Linked DNA regions of Sus scrofa: regions 1 and 3 are each linked to region 2. A link is a contact called in public Hi-C data. All regions are on one chromosome and are shown on one strand. Each heading gives the region's core, a stretch centred on a gene start, on an enhancer-like site or on the middle of the called end of the contact. The rest is flanking DNA. Distances are from core to core; before and after follow the strand shown.

The links. Hi-C and Micro-C count contacts between places; a contact is called where the count stands out from the background.
Region 1: a Hi-C map of retroperitoneal adipose tissue shows a contact between it and region 2, with 2.5 times the contacts expected there. The contact joins the enhancer-like site here to the promoter of SLCO3A1 in region 2. A contact is called at or near these places in 3 of 5 promoter capture datasets (fetal liver, fetal skeletal muscle and liver), 20 of 47 Hi-C or Micro-C datasets (alveolar macrophages, brain, embryonic fibroblasts and 11 more) and 1 of 2 datasets of contacts at active chromatin or transcription factors (skeletal muscle).
Region 3: a Hi-C map of embryonic fibroblasts shows a contact between it and region 2, with 2.0 times the contacts expected there. The contact joins the enhancer-like site here to the promoter of SLCO3A1 in region 2. A contact is called at or near these places in 2 of 5 promoter capture datasets (fetal liver and liver), 5 of 47 Hi-C or Micro-C datasets (embryonic fibroblasts, fetal heart ventricle and mesenchymal stem cells) and 1 of 2 datasets of contacts at active chromatin or transcription factors (skeletal muscle).

What each region holds. Positions count from the first base shown.
Region 1 is chr7:86,868,147-86,870,846 of Sscrofa11.1, reverse strand. All of the region lies in intron 2 of SLCO3A1 (solute carrier organic anion transporter family member 3A1), which reads left to right. Among named protein-coding and RNA genes, the nearest start is that of SLCO3A1, 230 kb to the left of the region's middle. Within about 2 kb of position 1,401, at least 25 of the 83 cell types and tissues checked have an H3K27ac peak or open chromatin away from gene starts, as enhancers often do. A contact at or near this core is called in mesenteric adipose tissue, omental adipose tissue, retroperitoneal adipose tissue and 1 more, where this site is marked.
Region 2 is chr7:87,102,026-87,104,725 of Sscrofa11.1, reverse strand. It overlaps SLCO3A1 (solute carrier organic anion transporter family member 3A1), which reads left to right and starts at 1,415. Exons shown (of 10, transcript XM_021099372.1): 1 at 1,415-1,796. The coding sequence starts at 1,617.
Region 3 is chr7:87,250,685-87,253,384 of Sscrofa11.1, reverse strand. No RefSeq gene overlaps it. Among named protein-coding and RNA genes, the nearest start is that of SLCO3A1, 150 kb to the right of the region's middle. Within about 2 kb of position 1,429, at least 12 of the 83 cell types and tissues checked have an H3K27ac peak or open chromatin away from gene starts, as enhancers often do. A contact at or near this core is called in embryonic fibroblasts, where this site is marked.

The DNA.
Region 1 (2,700 bases), core at 152-2,651, 230 kb after region 2:
AAGTGATAGGACCTACACAAATGGATGGAGGTGGGGCACAGTTCATCCCCCAGCAGGAGGTAAGCAAGGCAGGTGCTTGCTCCATTTGACAGCTGGAGATGCCAAGGCTGAGGGAGGGTGAGTGCCTTGAGCACAGCCTCCTTCTGTAGTGGCTCTGCACCCAAGCTGACTCTGGAGGACTCCAGGCCGGGCCATCTCTCCACTGCCCCCTGCTGGAGGCAAAGGGCAGGAACAACAGGAAGCCAGGAACCCTGCTGCCCTTCGAGCTCAGAGGATCTCTAGAGAGAACTTCTGGGAAGACCCTACTTAGCTTGCAAACAGGATGTGGGCCCTTCAGGAAGAAGCAGTCTCTTGTTTATTAGAGTGGGTTTCCTGCTTGTGTGGCTCGTGGCTTCCTGGCCCTTGCTCTGCCCGCAGCCTTTTCTCATTTCATCAGCCAGTGTGGTCTCAGCATGCTTGGACCCACAGCTTTCCCGGGGCTTTCACGGGGGATGAGGAAGGGCAGGCCGATCTCACTTGCTTTGAAGAGAGCCAGCCAGCTCCAGCCCTGCTCCTCGGTACCTGCCGCAAAGAAAGCGATGTGCTGGTAGTTCCAGCTGTGACACTTCAGCCCCACGGGGCTCTGTATGAGGAGTCATGGCCTGGCTCCTCCTGATAGTGGGCGTCACATCCAGAGGCCCAGCAGCTGGCCAGACAAAGAGACATGTGCCCTCACCCTGGCGAGGCCCTGCTGGGCAGGAGGGTGGGGAGAGAAGCTTCTCTTAGCTGGACTGAGAAACAAGACCAGCAACAACTGTAGCTTTGACCAATTACTGACTCTTGCCGAGCATTCTAAGAATCCTGGCCTTGTAGATGCTTTCATTAGATACATGGTTCTCCAGGGTGCCAGGGCTCCCCGCCTCTCCTGGGACTGGGTGGTCATCAGTTCATGGTTCAACAGACAAACATGGAGTCCCTTGTCCAGGCAAAGGACTGCATCCCCCTCTATGGAAAATAGGATTTTTTTTTTCCTTAAAAAAAAAAAAATCTCTGCCTTCCATGAGTCTACAGTTATTACAGCACGCCTACTCCATGAAACTTTATTTTTGCATCCAGGAAGACAGTAAGCAGAACTATAGGAAAAGTCTCAGACTAGGTACCATGGCAGAAGAGAGAAGAAGGAAGAAGAAAGAAAATCTCGGAAGGCTCCTTGGAGGAGGTGGTATTCAAGGCAGGCTTTAAGTGGAGGGGAGAGCTTTGATGCACTGACCAGGGCCTGGAGGAAAGCGAGAAGCTGGGTTGAAAACCAGCAGGGAAGCCTGGAACACAGGCAGCACCGAGGTCGGGTATGCCAGGCAGGGTTCTGGAGCGGAGCGCACAGTTGTGGTGGCATGCAGGGCTGCTTTGGCTGGCTGCACAAGAGCAACTTGGGTTCTGCCACTATGCACGGTGACCAGGTCTGGCCACATGCCTCCACCTCGCAGAGCTGACATCAGATGGCTCTGACATCCTTCCCTTTTCCCACATGCCTAGATGCATTTTGGGTCCCAGCTGATTCCTTGGGCAAGGTCAGCAAGGGCAGGGCCAGTGCTTCTCAACTTGGCTGCACATAGAATCACCTGGAGAGCCTGGAAAAAAAATCCCCAGGCCTGGGCTGCACCCCAGACCCCCTACATCAGCTCTCAGGGGGCAGGGCCTGGGGGTTAGTATTAAGTTTCCCAGGTGATTCTAAAATGCACCCAACTTTGAGACCCAGTAACATAGCTGACCTTGGAGGCAACATGTATGATACTGGTGGGAGGGGCCCGTAAGCTCTGGCAGCCTTAGCAACATGAGTGTTTTATTTAGTTTTGTTTATAAACTTTGCCATGGGGACAATGCTATTACACCAATTGCGTGCACTGTCTGGCCCATTATCTGTGTTCAGCAAATGGTCACCCCTTCATCCTCTCCCCTCCGCCTCCCCCTCCCCCTCCTAGCTAAGCAAGGGCAGTTATGTAATGCTGTCAGGCTGTTGGCAGAGGCCACCGGATAAATAGGTATCGCATGTTTTGCAGGCTGCCTGCTGTTTATGCATCATGTTTTATTCATGTACGTATGATGCAGAATGTTCCTTCTTAGAGGAGAAATTTCAGCCTGCAGATTTCGAGATGGAAGAATACATTTAGATAAATTGAGGGCACGGAAGGCAAGTGAGAGAAGAGAAAAGCAATTCTCTGACTGAGGGCTTGGTGGGCAGTTGGACAAGGAAGTTCTGCAAACCTGAGCTCTCTCTCTCTTCTGAGCCGGCGCTGCCCTCTAGTGGGGAAGAGCCACAGTCGACCCCAGCTTCCTGCTTGCTGCCGACTTGAGGAGACCCTCCAGGGTCTAAATTGCTCTGAGACCAGCTAAGGAAGCAGGCACATGCCTGGGAAGACCAGCCCTGCAGGCCTCCTGTCTTGGACTCATCATCCCAAAGACACAAAGAAAATTCTAGAAAGCATGTATAGTCTAGGTACCAGAAGCTTTGCACGCACTACCTCTAAGTCTCACTGTCCTGCAAGGCGGATATTCTTGTTCCCAGACATGTCTGGCTGTTTCCAAAGGCTTCACCATGAGATCCTGTCTGATTTTTTTTTTTTTTTTTTTTTTTTTTTTGGTCTTTTAAGGGCCACACCCGTGACATATGAAGGTTCCCAGGCTAGGGGTCCAATTGGAGTTGTAGCCTCCAGCCTACACCAC
Region 2 (2,700 bases), core at 166-2,665:
CCTAGGAGAGTGGGTCATTTTCTTTGAAACGATTAAGAAAAGGCTTTTCAAATGATTGGTTGAGCCCCCAGTAGTCCAGGTGGAAGATGCTGAGTACTTCTTGGGTACTTGTCCAGTCCTTTCCAGTCTCCTCTGAACTTCCAAAAGCTGTCTGAGGACTATCGGTCCTACTGGTCGTGCCTTGTGGCCCAAACTCCTGGTAATGATTAGAAAGAGCAGCTGCTGCCTGGGCGGGTCGTCGAGGCCATGGGGGGGGGCCTGCCAGGCGCCGGATGAGGGGAGGCAGGCGGTGGCGTGGGGGCTACAGCCGATCTAGGGCCATTGCAGGCCAAAAAAAAAAAAAAAAAAAAAAAAAAAAAAAAAAAAAAAAAAAAAAAAAAATCGGCCAAGGAAGGTGGCCTGAACCACAAAGATAGGGAAGGGGTGGGGACAAAGGCAGGCCTGTGGCTTATCACCTCTGCCTGGCTCCAGCATCGCTGCTCCATCATTCTTGAGGATGGGCTCCAGGCGCTCCGCTGGGGTCACTGCGACCCTGCAGCCACCTAAACACTGGCTGGAGGCCACAGATAGTCTGAGAGGCTCCCGAAGGATTAACGGAACTTCCCTTTTGCTGTGGTTTGGTTCTTTTCTCTCCTTTGGGTCTCCGGCTCATGAGGTACACCCAGTGGCCCAGGAGAGCAGAAGCAGAGACCGGTAGGCCGCAGATGCCTCAACAGCTCTGACCTCTGTCACCTCCCCAAGCCCCAAAGTGCAACATGTGTGTGTCCCCGAAATACCCGGGCGGAGGTGAAGGATGCGCCCCAACCTTTTCTTGGGTACTCGATCTTATCTTTCTTCCTAGAAACCACCCCTCTTCTCCGGTCTAGAGTCCTGTTGCCCGAACTCTACGTCCCCGCCCTAGGGGGGCGCCTCCGCACCCCGTCTCGGCGCCCTGAGTTCCTCCTGCAGTACCATCCGGTGTCTACGGCGGCGCCCCGGGCCCCGCAGCGCCATCTGGGGGTCGGGCATTGCCTTCCTCCCGCTGGGGCACCTCCTCCCTTACTCCACAAGGACTCCCCCTCTCCCACGTCCTTTGGGCACCGGGACCCTCCCAACCTCGGCCGCGCGGCCGCGCTTGGCGCCCCGGTCCGGTACTCTCACACCTCCCCGAGGACGCACAGGCAGCAGGGAGCTGCGCGGCGGAGGCGTAGAGCGGCGATCGAGGCCCGGGCCTCGCGGCAGAAGCAGGGGAAGCGAGGGCAGGCGCGGCCCGCCGGCGACGGGAAGCAGGCGATGGCAGTGGCGGGCGTCCGCGGGCGGCGAGGCGGCGGCGGCGGGCGGCGCGAGGAGCCCCTGTGATTGGCACAGCCTGAGTCGGAGGAGGAGGCGGGGGGGAGGGCGGAGGAGGAGGAAGGGGGCGAGCGCGGCAGCGGCGGCGACGGCGGCGGCGGCTGCGGCTGCGAGGAGCCTTGCCTTCCACCTTTCCAGCCCCGGCAGGACGGGGGCGGTTGCCGCGGGCCCGGGGCGGAGACAGCACGCAGCCTCGCCGCGCGCACCCCCGCCCGGCAGCGGCCCCGACTCCCGGGGCGAGCGGGAAAGCGGCGGCGGCGGTAGCGGCAGCGGCGGCCGGGGGAAGGATGCAGGGGAAGAAGCCGGGCGGCTCGTCGGGCGGCGGCCGGAGCGGCGAGCTGCAAGGGGACGAGGCGCAGAGGAACAAGAAGAAGAAAAAGAAGGTGTCCTGCTTCTCCAACATCAAGATCTTCCTGGTGTCCGAGTGCGCCCTGATGCTAGCGCAGGGCACGGTGGGCGCCTACCTGGTGAGTCCCCGTGCCAACTCCGCCGTGGGGCCCCTTCCCCAGCCCAGCTCCCGGGTGTTCGGCTGATGCGAGGAGGGGCAGCCCGGGCGCCGGGGGCAGGCGGGCATGACCTCCGCCCGGTGTGGAGGTTGGCGAGTGGTGCAGAGGCGGCCGCCGGGGGAGCTGCCGGCTCCGGCTGCTGAGCGAACGGGGAGCCGGCGGGACCGGGGATGCCGGCAGCTGCTCGCGCGGCTGGCGGAGGCTGGGGAGGGGGGGACCGGGCAGGAGAGGCGGCGGGCAGGTGGGTGTGAAGCCGTTCTTCTCCCTTCTTGAAAGCACAGCCAGAGGGTGAGTTCAGGAGCTCTCCTGGAGAGGAAGGCTTCGCGGTTTTCAGGTGACCTGTACGTAGAAAGAAAAGCCCCTTAGCATCCTGCGTCCTCTACTCTCCGTTCCATCCGCCTGGCGAACAAATCCATTATGCATCATTTTCTCCAGGCGCTCTCCATTCGCCAATTACGGAGGGATTTAACAGTTTAGAGTAAAATGCGTCCGAATGTGGCCCCGATCCGAGCCGGAGCTGCGGCGGGGGCGGGGGGAATATTCCCACTCCATTTCTTAATAGCCATCTCTCAGCGTCTGGGATGAAGTTATAGTACCTTGAGAGCAACTGAGTTTGTGTAGTTTTTGCTACCCATTCCTGGACCTAAATTACCCCTACCCCAACTGGTTCACAAGGGGGTATTGTATTATTGTGCACAATATACACTGCTTTCATTTGCCTTCCGAAAGGGGGATATTAATGCTGAAATAGCCAGGGGTGCATTTCAGAGGAAACAGCTTGTAATGACTCAGCACTGTCAAATACCTACTTTACCGATGCCTCCTGCCCCGCGCAGGTGTTCCCAACTTGGGTTGGAGAGAGTGC
Region 3 (2,700 bases), core at 180-2,679, 150 kb before region 2:
CAACAATGAAGTATTGCTGACTTCCCTGAATTTAACTAGGAGTTAAATGAATGAAAAGTCCAGGGGTGACAGTCCTTAAAGAAATAAACATCATTTTAAATTTTTTTATTTTTTATTGAAGTACAATTGATTTACAATATTGAAACATCATTTTTGAAATCAGCATGATTTTGGCTTGGACTTACATGGTACTTAGATGACCCTTAGATGAATATGCTCACCATCATATCTTTTATGTTCTTTTCTCTTTTTTTTTTTGTCATTTTGTTTTTTTTCTAGGGCCACTTCCTGAGCTATATGGAGGTTCCCAGGCTAGGGGTCCAATCTTAGCTGTAGCCAATAGCCTATACCACAGCCACAGCAACGCCAGATCTGAGCTGTGTCCGCAACTTACACCGCAGCTCACAGCAACACCGGATCCTTAACCCACTGAGCAAGGCCAGGGATCAAACCGGCAACCTCATGGTTCCTACTTGGATTCGTTAACCACTGCGCCACCACGAGAACTCCTCTTTTACATTCTTTCTTTAGACTAAGTTGAATTTGTCTTTAAAAAATACTATGCTGTGCAGCAGGAATTGACACAGTGCTGTAAATGAACTATAATAAAAATAAAATTTAAAAATGAAAAAATAAAAATACACAATAAGTATTAAAAAAATTTAAATATAAGTAAAATGGAAAAGCATTTTAAGAAAATTGCTTTGGTCCTAGTCTTAGTCTATTCCTGTTTCTACTTTTAAAATTCAAAGAGAAAGTATCTGAGGAATAATTAAATTGTATCTGGTGGGCTATTTCCCCCAAATCCTCCCCCCCACCCTATGGGAGAGGAGATGGAATTGGGGGATTTGAAGCAGCCCTAAGAATATAATACTGTGCTACTGAGCTACAAAAATCCTGCCTGATTTGTAAATTTGTGTTTCCATAGCAACGCAAGTGTGTAGTTAAATAATCCTCACTGGTCTATGACTGAATTCCAGCAACTCTTCCTAAGCCTTCATCCTATTCTAATCCCACAGCTGTTGCCATGGAAATGATCAGATAAGATTCAGTCCTGGAGGCAGATGGACTGGTGGTGGAAGCTACGTCCTGGCCTACATTTACAGCTTCCTGCAATATTAGGTTTTGTTTTGCTTTCCCTGACACCGCCCCCCCACCCCCAATCTTTGAATCACAGAAAGCAGCTGCCTCCAATGAGAGGTTAATGTAGCACAATGTCAGGAAAGTCATTCGTGGGGTCTGGGCATCCGGAGCAAATGAGAAAGAGATGATTCCAAAGTATTGCTGAGGGATGGAGAAATTGGGAATGCTTTTTTTTTGGACTCATCTTTGGAAACTTGCTCTAAGAGATCATCATGCCAGTGGTTTTCTTGTGGGAGTCTGCATCCCAGAAGTGATTTCCCTAGGCTGTGTCCCCACCCCAGAAGGATAGTGAGTCACACCAGGCTGCTCCCTGGGCTTTGCCAGTGCTGGAGAGGCCAGTTCATTCTTCATTGTTCATGAGCTGCTTCATTTTTCACAGCTGATGGGAGTTAACAGTGTGCCTCCAGGTTCACTCTGGTTGTGTCGGCAATGTCCTTAGAATTTTGTGGCTCCTCCAACAATCTCCTTTTATTGTGCATATTCTTGCAGACTCTTTGGGAAGATCTAAAATTTAAATAATTGTTTCTAGGCACTATCCTGATGAAGTTATGTTTTGTTTAAAATAGAAAGAAGTAGCGCCTTGCCCCTTTATTTTGAACAGTATGATTTCATATGTCTGTCTTTGCCAGATACTTCACTTAGGGGGCTTAAGTTAGCCCCCAAAGCAATCTGTGTCTTTCATGGAGACAGATTCCCTGTAACCTGTGAGCCGTGATATGTCCTATGAGAACAGGACAAACCTTAGAGCAAAATGCACTGAATCCTTGAAGTGGAAGGGATCCTACAGGGTCTCAGGCAATTCAATTACCAGGAGCAGTTTTCAGATGAAGAACCTGAGGCCGAAGTGGCAAATGCCTCACATCTTAGGGCTCATGCATTTGTCTCTGGAATCCTTCCCACACTGTCACCGGTTTAACAAAGGATTCCAGAGTTCTATCTAGCTTTACTTTCATTCTCCTTACCCCAGGCAGCTCCAACTGAATTCTTATACTGTAGTTATTGCTTACTCCCTTTTAGAAGTTTTACTCATAAATGCTATACATTATTTTATAAATTTTCACTCACTATAATCAGTGAAATAAACGCCTGTTGAGTTAATATATGTATCACATGATTGGAAGCAGTGCAGAGTGTTTGGAATAGGAAGACATTATCAAACTGTTAATATTTATCTTATTCTACATGACTCCTTTCACCATCATTACAAAGTGAGGGAGTGACAGCTTTTAGAACCTGCTTAGTGCTTTCTGGACAAGTTATCTATTTTAGGAGGTAAAGGATATGCTTTTCAGTGACACGAGGTATAATTTCATTCTTGCTCTTCTTCTCTCAACTTTCATAATTGTAAGTGATGCTGAAGAGAGACAAGAGCTGAATCATTTCTTACACAGAAAAAGTGAAAAATTCAGACTGAAAGCTTGCATTCTCAAGCAGGCCTCTGGGATTCTCACCAGAGCTAGAAAGTTGCATTCTCTTTCACTGGGCAAAAATGTTGCTGCCTCACCTACCATTCATGCCTAAATAGAGCATCAGCCAAGGCATAGAACCTTCGTGTGC